Linked DNA regions of Mus musculus: region 1 is linked to region 2. A link is a contact called in public Micro-C data. All regions are on one chromosome and are shown on one strand. The core of a region is the stretch at or near the end of the contact, and the rest is flanking DNA. Distances in the headings are between cores, read along the strand shown. Region 1 holds the start of Egr3 (early growth response 3). Region 2 holds the start of Nefl (neurofilament, light polypeptide).

What was found. A called contact is a pair of places that touch in the nucleus more often than the background predicts.
Region 1: a contact with region 2 is called in a Micro-C map of embryonic stem cells, with 10 times the contacts expected there. The contact joins the promoter of Egr3 here to the promoter of Nefl in region 2. A contact is called at or near these places in 1 of 39 promoter capture datasets (cranial neural crest), 1 of 484 Hi-C or Micro-C datasets (embryonic stem cells) and 3 of 115 datasets of contacts at active chromatin or transcription factors (embryonic stem cells and pancreatic cancer cells).

The regions. Positions count from the first base shown.
Region 1 is chr14:70,073,454-70,079,648 of GRCm38.p6, reverse strand. Egr3 (early growth response 3) reads right to left here and starts at 2,332. Exons shown (of 2, transcript NM_018781.4): 1 at 2,051-2,332; 2 at 1-753. The coding sequence starts at 2,204.
Region 2 is chr14:68,079,483-68,085,277 of GRCm38.p6, reverse strand. Nefl (neurofilament, light polypeptide) reads right to left here and starts at 1,415. Exons shown (of 4, transcript NM_010910.2): 1 at 269-1,415. The coding sequence starts at 1,315. Gm31107 (a long non-coding RNA gene) reads left to right here and starts at 4,404. Exons shown (of 3, transcript XR_383533.4): 1 at 4,404-5,795.

The DNA.
Region 1 (6,195 bases), core at 1,083-3,582, 2.0 Mb before region 2:
TGTGGCCCGTGTGGATGCGCAGGTGCCGGGTCAGCTCGTCTGAGCGGCTGAAACGGCGGTCACAGCCTTCCGCGGGACACGCGTGGGGCCGCTCGTGGAGCGGGGTCTTGCTAGGCCGATTGGGGTACTTGCGGGGCCGGATGGGCTTGAGAGTGAGCGGCGGTTGGGGCAGGCTGCCGAATCCCGGGTGGATCTGCTTGTCTTTGAAGGCCTTGATGGTCTCCAGTGGGGTAATAGGGGGTGGGTTGACCCGGATGGGGTCCATGCCCTGGAAGGGCTTATGTTCCGGAATGGAGCCCATGTCGTTGGGATGGTGGTACAGGTTGTAGTCAGGAATCATGGGGAAAAGATTGCTGTCCAAGGCCGGCTTGGCCGATTGGTAATCCTGGGGGGAATAGGCGAGCCCAGGGTTTCCCTGGGGGTCGTGGAAAGACACGGGCTCCGAGTAGAGATCGCCGCAGTTGGAATAAGGAGGCAGCGCCGGATACATGGCCTCCACGTCTCCCTGAGGAGGCTGCACCATGCTAGCCGTGGACGTCTGCGTACTGAGCGCCCCTGAGGCCGGGGGCACCCCCAAGATGCCGGCACTCATGAGGCTAATGATGTTGTCCTGGCACCAGTTGGAAGGAGAGTCGAAAGCGAACTTTCCCAAGTAGGTCACGGTCTTGTTGCCGGGGGCTGGCTGGAAAGAGCTCGAATAAGAGAGTTCCGGATTGGGCTTCTCGTTGGTCAGACCGATGTCCATCACATTCTCTGCGGAGAGCGGGGGAGAGAGGGGAGGGGTGAGTGAAGCCGAGCCGGCTCCCGGCCGCGGCGCCCAGGTCCTTGCCCAGGAGTAGAGGGTGCGGCCGGCTGGAGTGCGCAGCGCGTGGGGTAAGAGGAACGCCGAGCCCGGCGCAAAGCGGGCGGTGCCGCGCTCCCCGGCGCAACCTGGATACAGCAAAATACTACGGATCGGGGTGTGGAGTGGCTCCGGCACACACACCGCACACGCCGCGCACACACTCACGTACCACACACAGACACGCACGCGCGCAAGAGAGCATTGTTGTTCTTCCCGAGGTGGGGCGGACAGGTAGCTGCAGCTACAGGTAGTTTCAGACCCGGAGCGCGCCCGGCTCTCGCTCTCCAGCACACACAACTCGGCCTCTTCCCCCGGCCCTGTCTACTCCAAGACGCCGCGCCTTCATGCCCCAAGCGAGGTCCCCCTACGCGCGCTGAGCCCGGGTGGCCGACCCAAAGAGCTTCGACGCTTTTGTCCTCGGAGCGCAGAAGGGTGCCGCCCGTAAAGGGAGCCTCTCCCGGCCCCAGTCTCCTCCCGGCCTGAAGGAGCTTTCTGCTCGGGCTGGAGGGGAAAAGCCTAAACCCAGCTAAGGAGAGTGGAGAGCGGCGGAAAACCAGCCCATGTCTCCACGGCGGGAGCGGCCGCCGTTCCCAAGCTCCCGGGTCCCAGGATCGCCCCCGGTGGCAAACCCTTTCCCCCGCCCCGTGGGTGAGCCCCCTCCCTCTCCCCACCGTCCCCACACCCCCAATGGCTTTGCTGAACGCCCCGGAAAGGCAGCGTCGCAGTACCTCTCCCACCGTGGGGACTCCACGCCGCACATGGCTCCATCCCGGGTGGGAGGCTGAGGGAGTAAGGAGGGGGGAGAGCGCGGGTGAAAAAGACGCTGGGCTCCTCCCGAGAAAGGGGGCTACAGCACCACGCCTTGCACGCAGCCCAGCGATCGGGCCCCCTGCGTGGGGAGGGAGAACCCCAGAGCTGCTCGCACCTACCTCCCTCCAGTCGGCGGCTGCCCCCACCCGGGAGAACCGAAGCCTCAACCGTGGCGTCTCCAACCAAGCCTTCCCGATCTCGGAGGGCGGGAGGAGTGGGTGGGAAAAGCAACTCGCCCCCCAGAAAATTCCCAGCGCGCCCCCCATCTTTCCATCCGTCTCTCCATCCATCCATTTCTGCATCCATCGATATGTGCATCCATCGCTAGCTCGCTCCCTCCTCCTCGTCCTCCCCCTTTCCTTCCTCGCTGCCTCGCCGCCTCACCGCCACCCTTACCTGTAGCCATCTGATTGTAATGGGCTACCGAGTCGCTGCTGCCGGAGAAGAGGTTGAGCGCGCTGGGGATCTCCTCGGGGTACAGATTGTCAGGCAATTGATTTAGCAAACTGCTCATGGTCACCGGCAGCTTCTCGGCGAGTTTGCCGGTCATAGCACTCCCGAGCTACCGCCGCCACCGCCGCCGCCGCCACCGCCGCCGCCGCCTGTTCCTAACGCAGCTTCCAGGCGAGCGGCATCCGAGAGGCGATCCGTGGTGCAGGGGAAAAGCATGCGAGAGGGAAAGTTCGGAGGGAGGGGGGAGTGAAAAGGGGAAGGGGTGGGTCAGGGGAGGGGATCTATTCTTTTTTGGAGGGGTGGATGGGAGAGGGGCAAAGAGGGTAATCCTCTCGGGTGCCTCGGCTGGTGCGGTGCGACGCTGGGTCGTGGGGGTGGGGTGGGGCGTGTGCGAGGAGTGGGATGGGGGCTGGGCTGGGGGGGTGATCTAGGCTCCAGGGGGTCAGACGCGGCTTCAGTATTGATCTCACAGACACGAGCCCGCCGACCCCCCCCGCCCCCCGATCTGCCACAGCCGCCGCCGCCGCTGCCGCCGCCACCTCCTCTGCTGCTGCTGCCGCCGCCGCTGCTATCACCACCAACCAGCCCCGCCGCTTCCTAGCTAGCTCACTGCTGCCCAAAAGCTCCCAGCCAGGGAACTCCACCAGTCTATTTATCTGAGCCCCGGGAAAGCTCCGTGACGTAGCTGCCCATATATGGACAGACAAAGCCCAGCCGAAGGGGCGCGACGTCACAATGGAAGCTCCTCACAATGGAACATTAGAAAGCAGGAAGCGGGCCGCAGCCAACGTGCAGCGCCCGCACCGCTCTCCGTTCTTTAAAAAAAAAAAAAAAAAAAAAAAAAAAGTCAATTAGATTAGAAAGAAGGAAAGCGAGAAGAGAAAAAAGAAAGAGGGACGAAGCCGAATGCAAAGCGCGCGATGCGCAGTGCACAGTTGAAAAACCCTGTAACTAAACATGTAGGTTTTTATTTGAGGACAGCATTAGAGACAGAATTTAGTCGTTGGAGGAGTGGAGTTGTTTGCAATTGGTCTCCAGCACTCCCAGCATTTAGAAAGAGTTCAGTACACCAGGACACAGGTTCCTTAGCAGTCTAGGAATGGGAGAGGTGACCGCTTCAAGCCAGGCTCCCCCACACAACTTCTGTCTTTCCTTCTTATCCTTGACTGGATTCAGATGGAGAGATGAAGTATTTTCCTTTGGGGAAGGGGTTCTAATGTCCTAAGGCTTCTTATTCTTGGACACTTAGAACTTTCGTGCGGACATCATTCTGATTCACCGCCCGCAGCCCCGGCCCCTCCCTTGGGGTTCCTGACCCCGCGCTGACTCTCAGTTGAGCGCAGTGGCCCGGGAATGTGTAGCGGATTAGCTAGTTGCGCAGTGGGCAAGAACTTTTAGGGGCGAGGGTATGAGGGTTTTGTTGTTGTTGTTGTTGTTGTGGAGATTAGGAAAGAGTGAAGTTTAGGGGATAGAAAACACGTGCACCAAATAATTCCCAGATAAATTCCCTAACGGTTCTAAAGCAAACCCCTTTGGCCACAGGATGGCAGGAGGGCCCAGCAGGCCGGGGCACAGTCGCTATCTACTGCAGCCGGCGAAGGGCTTGCGGCTGAGTTACTGCGGGAAGATGTGAAACCCACAGATTCTAAGCCACCAAGGCGGTCTCCTCCAGTCTCTACTCTCTGTCTCCCGCAGGGTTGTCCTCATTGCTGCCTGAGGGTGCCTTGCAGTCAAGGGCGGCCCCCTGTGCCGACCCAGGGTGCTGTCACCTCGACAGCGGATCCCGGGGGTGGGTGATGTGTTCCCCGAGGCCTGCTCCTGAAGCGCGCAGCCTGGCTGAGAGCGAGGGGGAGGAGAGGGAGGGAGCACGGAGGCGCGACCCCGAATCACACCGGGTTGGCGGGGGAGGATTCCCTCCTCAGTGGCCGCGTGGGCGCGGTGAATCCCGCGGCCCCCGCTGGAGAGTCGGGGTTGGGGGAACTTGCATCTCTCAGGGGGAGTGGGAGTGTTGACAAGAAGGAAGAGAGGATCCCCGGGCCTCACGCCGTGGGAGGTCCATGCGGGGCCGGGGGACGCGTGGGAGGAACTCCCTAGCTGCGCATTGTGATGGGGGTGGATGACAACCTCACTCCCTCTTCCCTCCCCTCAGTTTGGAGGAGAACATTGGGTGGGAAGGGCCCAGACTCCCCCGGATCTCCTCTAGCTCTTAGGGAAGGAGGGATTCCCGCCGCCCGTGAGCCCCCATCTCTGCCACCCCCACCTCCTCTCCCTCCAGGCTACCCATTCCTGTGCTCTAGAGGCTTTGCGCCCCCGGGTTCTCCTCCGCCCGCGCGGCGCGGGGAGACTGCGCGCTGCAGCGGTCCCGGGCTTCGGCCGGAATCAGGGCATGCAGCGCTTCCCGCCCCCGGCTCCATCCCTGGAGGGGGGAGCGGCTGGTCAGGGGCGTGGGCGGCGGTGTGAGCCTAGCTGGGTGCGGGAGGGGCCTCCGCGGCTGCAGGGAGGGTCGCGGGGCAGCGGGCCAAGCCGGGAAGAGCCATACAAGGAGCGGATCCGGTGACGCGCCGGCCGCGCCCCTTCTCCTGCTCTATTTGGCTGCAGATTCCGGTCCCCGGATTTGCATATTTTGGCATCCAGTGGAAAAGGGAAGAACGGAACCCGCAGCCTTTAAAGGAACCGCACAGACTGTAGCGTCACCTAGAGAGGCGGTCTGGCGGGGGGGGGGGGGGTGCGTGAAAAATTAGCCTCGAGCTCTGGCCTCTGGCTGGAGAGCCAGGCAATTGGGGAGGGGAAGGGGTGCCTAGGGTACCCGCAAGCTTTGGGCACGCCTCTGCATTGCTTCCTGCTGCGCGTGCGAGGGGAGGCTGGCTGACTGCGGTGGGAGGGGCGGGGTGTCTCGGTGGGTTCCTGCCTTCTGCCTGGACTTGCTGCGAGGTTCTCGGCCCTGGACCGAGCAGCAGGTCTAAGATGGACTGCAATGCCCGTGTCTCCCCGCGTGAGGCAGAGATCAGCCTGACAGGGTGGTGGGAAGGAAGTGGAAGGCCTATGGCAGCCCAGCTCAACTAGCAAGGACCCAGGATAACATCCACTTTTCCACCTGTTGGGCTCTCTCCATAGAAGGAGCTGGGGGTTCTGTTCTTTTTCCATATGGGCCTATAGTGGAAGCATTTGGGATACTCGAAGGCTTTCCGGTCCCAGTGTCAGTTATTGCTTCTCCAGGGATGGCTGGAAACACTTTCGAGGATAGTTAGCTTGTTTCAAAGAGGGAAAGCACTCAGCTGGGCCTGCTGGCTTGCACCAGGACCCTGTTGCTTACCAGATAAGACCGGAAAGACGGCCTCTTTCCTACTAGTTCTAATTGAATGGAAGATTTCAGTTCACTTAATATATTTATCAGCACTTCACTCTGACATGGGAAACTGCTGCGCGTCCCATCTATTGATTGTGTTAACAATACAGACCTCATAGGAAGAGTTAAATCAGAGAATTTTTCAGAGAGTACCTATACCAGAACTCTAGCAAGTGCTCAATAAATAGCAGTGACTATCATTAAACTGTATTCTCTCTCATCCTGCTGCATGATGAGTACACTCCTTGTGTGCCCCGGGGATGCATTTACACAATGCAGCTGGTTAAAAAGTGCCCAGTCGGGGAAGCCATCCCGTCCAGCTTGTCATGTAAAAGAAATACTATTTATTTACAGAGAAAACTAAATTACTATTTGGGGAGCCTGATACCTGTGTCAATCTGGGGATGCTTAAAGGATGGTCCCCTTTCTGCCTGAGCCAAGACATGAATTAAGATCTCAACAGCTGGTGGTGACAAGGAGGCAGGCTATAATGTCCCTGAATCATTTTCTAACACCCTGGAGTGTCTGTGGCTCCCAGGAAGGGGTGGAGGATCTGGGGCCTTTTTGTTGCCACGAAAGGAGCCTACAGGCCTAGACCCTTAATGACTACTTTCTATTCAGGTTGTAGTGCCAGCAAATGCCCTCTGTCACCCTGGATGATGACCATGGAAGCTATGGCTCTGTGACAGTAGGCACAACCAGGAATTTGCAGCAGCAAGGGATGTTTACTGTGGCGGTTTTG
Region 2 (5,795 bases), core at 166-2,665:
TCCGACTCCCTCCGCCCCTTCCTCCCAACTCACCCCTAACAACCCTGATTCAACCAGAACAAGCAATCCCCAGGCAGCAGTCGCGCCCCGCCCCCTCCAAATGCCCCATCCTTTCCACAACCTCTCGGAAGCCAAGCCCTCTGATAGCTGCTCTGTGCTCTAGAACCCCCTAGCGTTCACTCTCTGGGTACACCCTGACTCCCCCCCCCCCCGCCGCCGCCCCTACCGTGGACCTCCCCACCCCCACTGAGCTTAAACCGTACTATACCTGCATGGCGCTAATGTCTGCATTCTGCTTGTCCTCTAGCTCCTGCAGCTGCTTCTCCAGAGCTTCGTTCATACCCCGGCAGGCTTCGATCTCCAGGGTCTTAGCCTTGAGCAGGCGGCGGCTTTCCGACACCTCGTCCTTGGCAGCGCGCACAGCGTCGGTGTTCTTGGCGGCGCTCTCGGTTAGCACGGTGAAGCGGCTCTTGAACCACTCTTCGGCGTTCTGCATGTTCTTGGCGGCCAGCTTCTCGTACTGAGCGCGGATGTCCTTGAGAGCGGCGGAGAGGTCGGGCTTGGAGGACACGTCCATCTCCACGGAGATCTGAGCATACTGGATCTGAGCCTGCAGCTCGGCGATCTCTTCCTCGTGCACCTTCTTCAGGAAAGCTATCTCGTCCATCAGGCTGTCGATGCGCTTCTCCAGCTCGGCGCGGGCGAGCGCGGCCTCATCCGCACCTTTGCGCGCTTCCATCAGCCGGCCCTCGGCGTCCTCGCGGCTCAGCACTTCTTCCTCATAGCGAGCCTGCAGGTTGCGCAGAGTCTCCTCCAGCCCCTCGCGCTCGCCCTGCAGCGCCTGCTTCTCGTTAGTGGCGTCTTCCGCTGCCAGCCGCAGATCGCGGATCTCCTGCTCGTACAGGGCGCGGAAGCGGGAAGGCTCAGAGTGTTTCTGGCGCAGCACCAACAGCTCGGCTTCCAGGACCTTGTTCTGCTGCTCCAGCTCGTGCACGCGCTCGATGAAGCTGGCGAAGCGATCGTTGAGGTCCTGCAGCTGTGCCTTCTCTTGTGTGCGGATAGACTTGAGGTCGTTGCTGATGGCGGCTACCTGGCTCAGATCGAGATTCTCCAGGCTGGGCATCAAAGAGCCAGAGCTGGACGAGTAGCTGCGGCGCACGGACAGCGAGGAGGAGACCGGCGCGGAGTAGCTGGAGTACGCGGAGCGCGCCGTGCTGTAGCCGCTGCGCACGCTGGAGATGTGCACCCGGGGCGTCTCCACATAGCGCCGCTTGTAGGAGGTCGAAAAGTACGGATCGTAGCCGAACGAACTCATGGTGGCGGCCGGTGCGCCCCTCAGGCCCGGGGCGGAGATGGGGGACCTAGAGAGAAGAACGGGGGAGAAGAGGGAAAGGGGAGGATGGATGGCTGTGTGCGGCTCGGCGCGGTCCTGCCACCTCTATTTATACGCCGGGACTCTGACGCAGACTGTGATCGATCGCCGTGCGCAGGCCAGTGGGGGCAGCGCGTTGCTGCAGCCAAGGGGAGGATTCTGCGCAAAAGCAAAGGCGGGGGCGAACGACAGAAGGCTAGCGAGCTGCGGCTCCAGCCTGGCCGCTTTTCTATGAGGACCCCTACTTTCTCTGAGACCCCCATAACTTCCCTGCTTATTCTTTTCCTTTCCTATTCCCCCGTCCCATCCTGCCTCTTAATACCTAAAGCCCACATCACTAGGACTCTTAAATGTTCCAAATAAAAAGGTTCGCGATCCCTACTGACACATCAACTTTTAACATCCAATGTCACAAAGACACCTTCACCCCACCCCACCCCACCCCACCCCACTCCCAGCTTTCCCTTTTTGCCTCAGGGACCCTCTCAAGCACCCTGATTCGTGTTTAAGCAGCACGTTTGGGTTGCTGACAATAGCTAATGTTCTTGCGGCATTACTGCAGGAAAAGTTTTGCATGTCTTTGTAGCTATTTTCTGACGTTTTCTTAAATTCGCCCCACTTTCTCCTGCCTCCTTTTATTTTTATTTCTATTTCTTTCCGTATTACTCTTCTTCTCAATACATAGGGAAATTGCACCACTACACACCATTGGAACCGCAGGACAGCGGGTGTTCATTTTGGCATTTTAAAACCTTTACAGCAGTTAATTTGTCTGACACCTTTCATAGAATTTCCCCTTTCTTTGTGAGAAATGTAGTCGGGAATGCTTAGGAGGGGTTGGAACCAGCCAGGTAAAGATTTGCAAGGCAAAAGACGGGCGCGCTCGGCCGCGGGAGAACTTCAGGGTGCCTTTATCCTCACTGAGCTATTCATACTTCCAACGCCTCAAAAGCCTCTTCTCCTCTTTTTAACACCTGTGTGGTACCCCAACCTGATGGTTTCAACAAGCCATGAAGGTAGATGGGGAGAGAGAGAGAGAGAGAGAGAGAGAGAGAGAGAGAGAGAGAGAGACTGCTGCAAAGGGCTACCCGCTCTGGGTGTGGTCTTCAGGAAGAGAACGCTGCATGGAGCCTGCTGAAATTCACAGATAATAGATACACTTAGGAACCTATGGGCTTCCTTCAGGGAGCACCCAGATACCAGAGTGGGCACGCCAAACGCACGTGGGTGCAACATTTTCATACTCGCGTTGTGAGCGCCTGCAGTTCCGAAGAGATACTGCAGATTTGTAAGAAATAACTAAAACCTTTAAGCAAGCATTTGGCGTTTTGTTTAATTTGTTCAATGTATCGCTGGCTTGCTGATTCCTTTAAATGGCACAGTGGGAGGTTACCGTTTTCAAGTAAAAAGTAGTGAAATTTTTGGAGTTGTACTCGGTCGCTTCTGGAGACCAAACAGAGGATGAAGGGAGCTTAATTCTGTATATTCCTTTCTCGTGTTACACATACTGTGATTCTGATAACTCGCCCCTTCAAAGAAGAAAACTGGGCTGAAGCAGAAGACTTCTGTAAGGTTGCTGGTGGCTTAAAGCTGTTAAGTCTAAGCCATATTAGAAGCCCACCCGTGTTTACACAATCTAAGCTTTCAAACCTAATCACCAGGCTGCCTGAGTGTGGCTGGCATACAGAGCCAAGCGTTTCTTCAGATGGTTCTCTGTAGCCTGTATCTTCTTTTTCTCATTCATCGCTGAACAAGAGGACTGAAGAGGTTGGGAGGTGGGACAGAGAAAAAAAGTCTTGAATAAGCCATGGCTTTTCTTCCTTCCCATTACTCATATAGAAGAGGAGTTTCAATTGTTTCCCCCAAGCTCGCTCCATGTAACTTCTATTATTTCAATCTTTTGTAAAGGTTGGGTGTGGTTCATTTCCATTCTGCCAGTGCTTTTCCGCCAGAGTTACAGGTCATTCTCAGAGATCTTAGGTGCTCGTGTGTGTGTGTGTGTGTGTGTGTGTGTGTGTGTGAGAGAGAGAGAGAGAGAGAGAGAGAGAGAGAGACAGAGACAGAGACAGAGACAGAGACAGAGACAGAGAGACAGAGACAGAGAGAGACAGAGAGAGACAGAGACAGAGAGACAGAGAGAGAGACAGAGACAGAGACAGAGAGAGAGAGAGAGATTTCTATTGAGGGGCAGGGCTCCTTGATAATGCCTTTGACTGCAGAGCAGACTGCCCACAAGGGAGTGATGCATCTGGTGCTGCAGGGGCCGGGAGATGTTGCAGAGAAAATAAACTATAGGGCACCTTCTGTGGTCCAGTAGGTAGCAGGGAGATGAGGCAAGTACTTGGACCTTATGGCAAGCATCCAGGACCCTTTCTCTTGCTAATCCTGACCAAGAACAAGCAGAGGAAAGGGACAGTCCCAGTATTCATGAATGAGTGCGGCTCTACTCTTTTTTTTTAATAGCATCTGTCAATAGGCACTGGTTATAACTGCTTCACTTCAGATCTGCATGGAGATGGAGGGGCATCCTGAATCTATTTTGTGCCCACCCTTTCATTACCCTGCTCTGTGTTCTTCTCTGCTAGGTGCCTGTCTCTTTTTAAATATTCTGCTCAGTCATCCTCCCTTCCCAGTCCTCTTGTCAGCATTTGCTCTGAGAGTCCAAGTGACATTTGCTTGGTGTGCCTGAGCCAAGTTAGAGTGAGACACTTTTAAAAGGAACAACTTGACTTTCATTTCCCCTGCCCTTAAGTATTTCTGCCTTGGTGATTTCTGTAGTAGGTCATTTGGTCTACTCCTTCCTTTCTGTCTTTGCTTCTGTTTCTCTCTGAGTGCCTGTCTTTCTGTCTCTCTGTGTGTCTCTGTATGTGTGTATGTGTATATCTTCTTTCTCTCAATAAAGTCTATAAGCCTTATCATCTTTATCTACTTATTTTCCTATAATCATAGGACAAACATGGAATTGAGAGTTTCCAATAAGCCATGATTTATAGATACATAAAATGAAAAATAAAGATAAATATGAATTGGTGACAAAATTCACACTATTTTAATTATCCTCAGCATCTCTCTATTCCTTCAAAGAACTGTTCCAGGTCAGTCAGTTGAAAGCAAAATATACTTGGATTACAGTTACACAATAACAATGTACAATTGTTTTAAGACCACTAAAAATATAGCACTTCTTTTTCAGTGACAATAGACTCTGTACCCTTCGAGTGGCCACCTGGTGACTATAGCTTTTCTGTTACTTATTTTTAAATCCTTTGGCACAGCAATTTCTGTATTGGTGTTTAGGGTTTTTTGTTTTGTTGTTTGTTTTTCTGTTTTGGGGTGTGTGTGTGTGTGTTCACACACAGTAATTGGCTGAAATTCTTACAGGCCAAGGGGAGTGGTAGGCTTCTGTCCATGGTTCTGAGAGCCAAATTATCCTCCAAACAGCAGTGCAGTCAAACAGTCCTGCCTCAGAACAGCATGTGGGTCTCCATCTCCCTCACCCTCAAACAGATACATCAAGGGCATCAGTGCTGGTGTGCATACATCAATCCAAGGAGAGATGAAGGAAATAAATAAACACAGAAGGGATACCTACCAAGTAACAGGCACTTACTATCTATTATTTAATAAGGACAAAAATCTCTATGAGCAAGCTATTCGGAGAAAACGGTCACTTGAAATCACACAGCTACGTCAAGCCCAAGCTGTGTGTGCCTCCAAATCGAGCACTGATCTGCTCATCTGTGTTTGCATCTTCTCTGCCTTTGTGAAATTTGATAAGCGTGCTGCAGGATGCAGAATCTCCCAGGCGTGCCGTGCCGCAAACACTTCCTGATTGGGTAACATCAGTCCACGTTGATGGACTGATCTATATTGTAAGGCAGAAACTGAGAATGTTGTCTTTGGACAACTAGCAGAGACAATGCACTGTATGATGGTTAAGTTTCCCTAAACATCCCGATACAAAATGAAATGGAGTTTCCCAGTGAAAATGATACATGACCAGTAACATAAGGATGTAACTACTTTTCAGACAGAGCCTCCCACCCATTTGTAGCTTAACCTTTTCAGAAGTTGTTTAGCCAAAACGTAGCTCAGGCCCCAAACTGCAGTAACCACACCCTGACTTCCAATTTCCTGGGCTTACACTCCTCTTCATCCTTCCCATCATTCTCTCCCTCACTCTCTCCTTCTTTGTAAATAGATTTCCTTAAGATTACCTTTAAAATCTCTGCAACAGATAAAGGGAAAACAGATCAAAGCAAGCAGCCCAGAATTGAAGTGTACCGTATTTGCCAAATATTTTTAACTTTTTCAAAAGAAATATGAGCATAATGTCATCTTGAGGGTACACTTGTTGACGCTATGGATATCTTTTCTTAATTTCTTTATATAACTGGAGCCCTACTCATAACTAGACTCACAG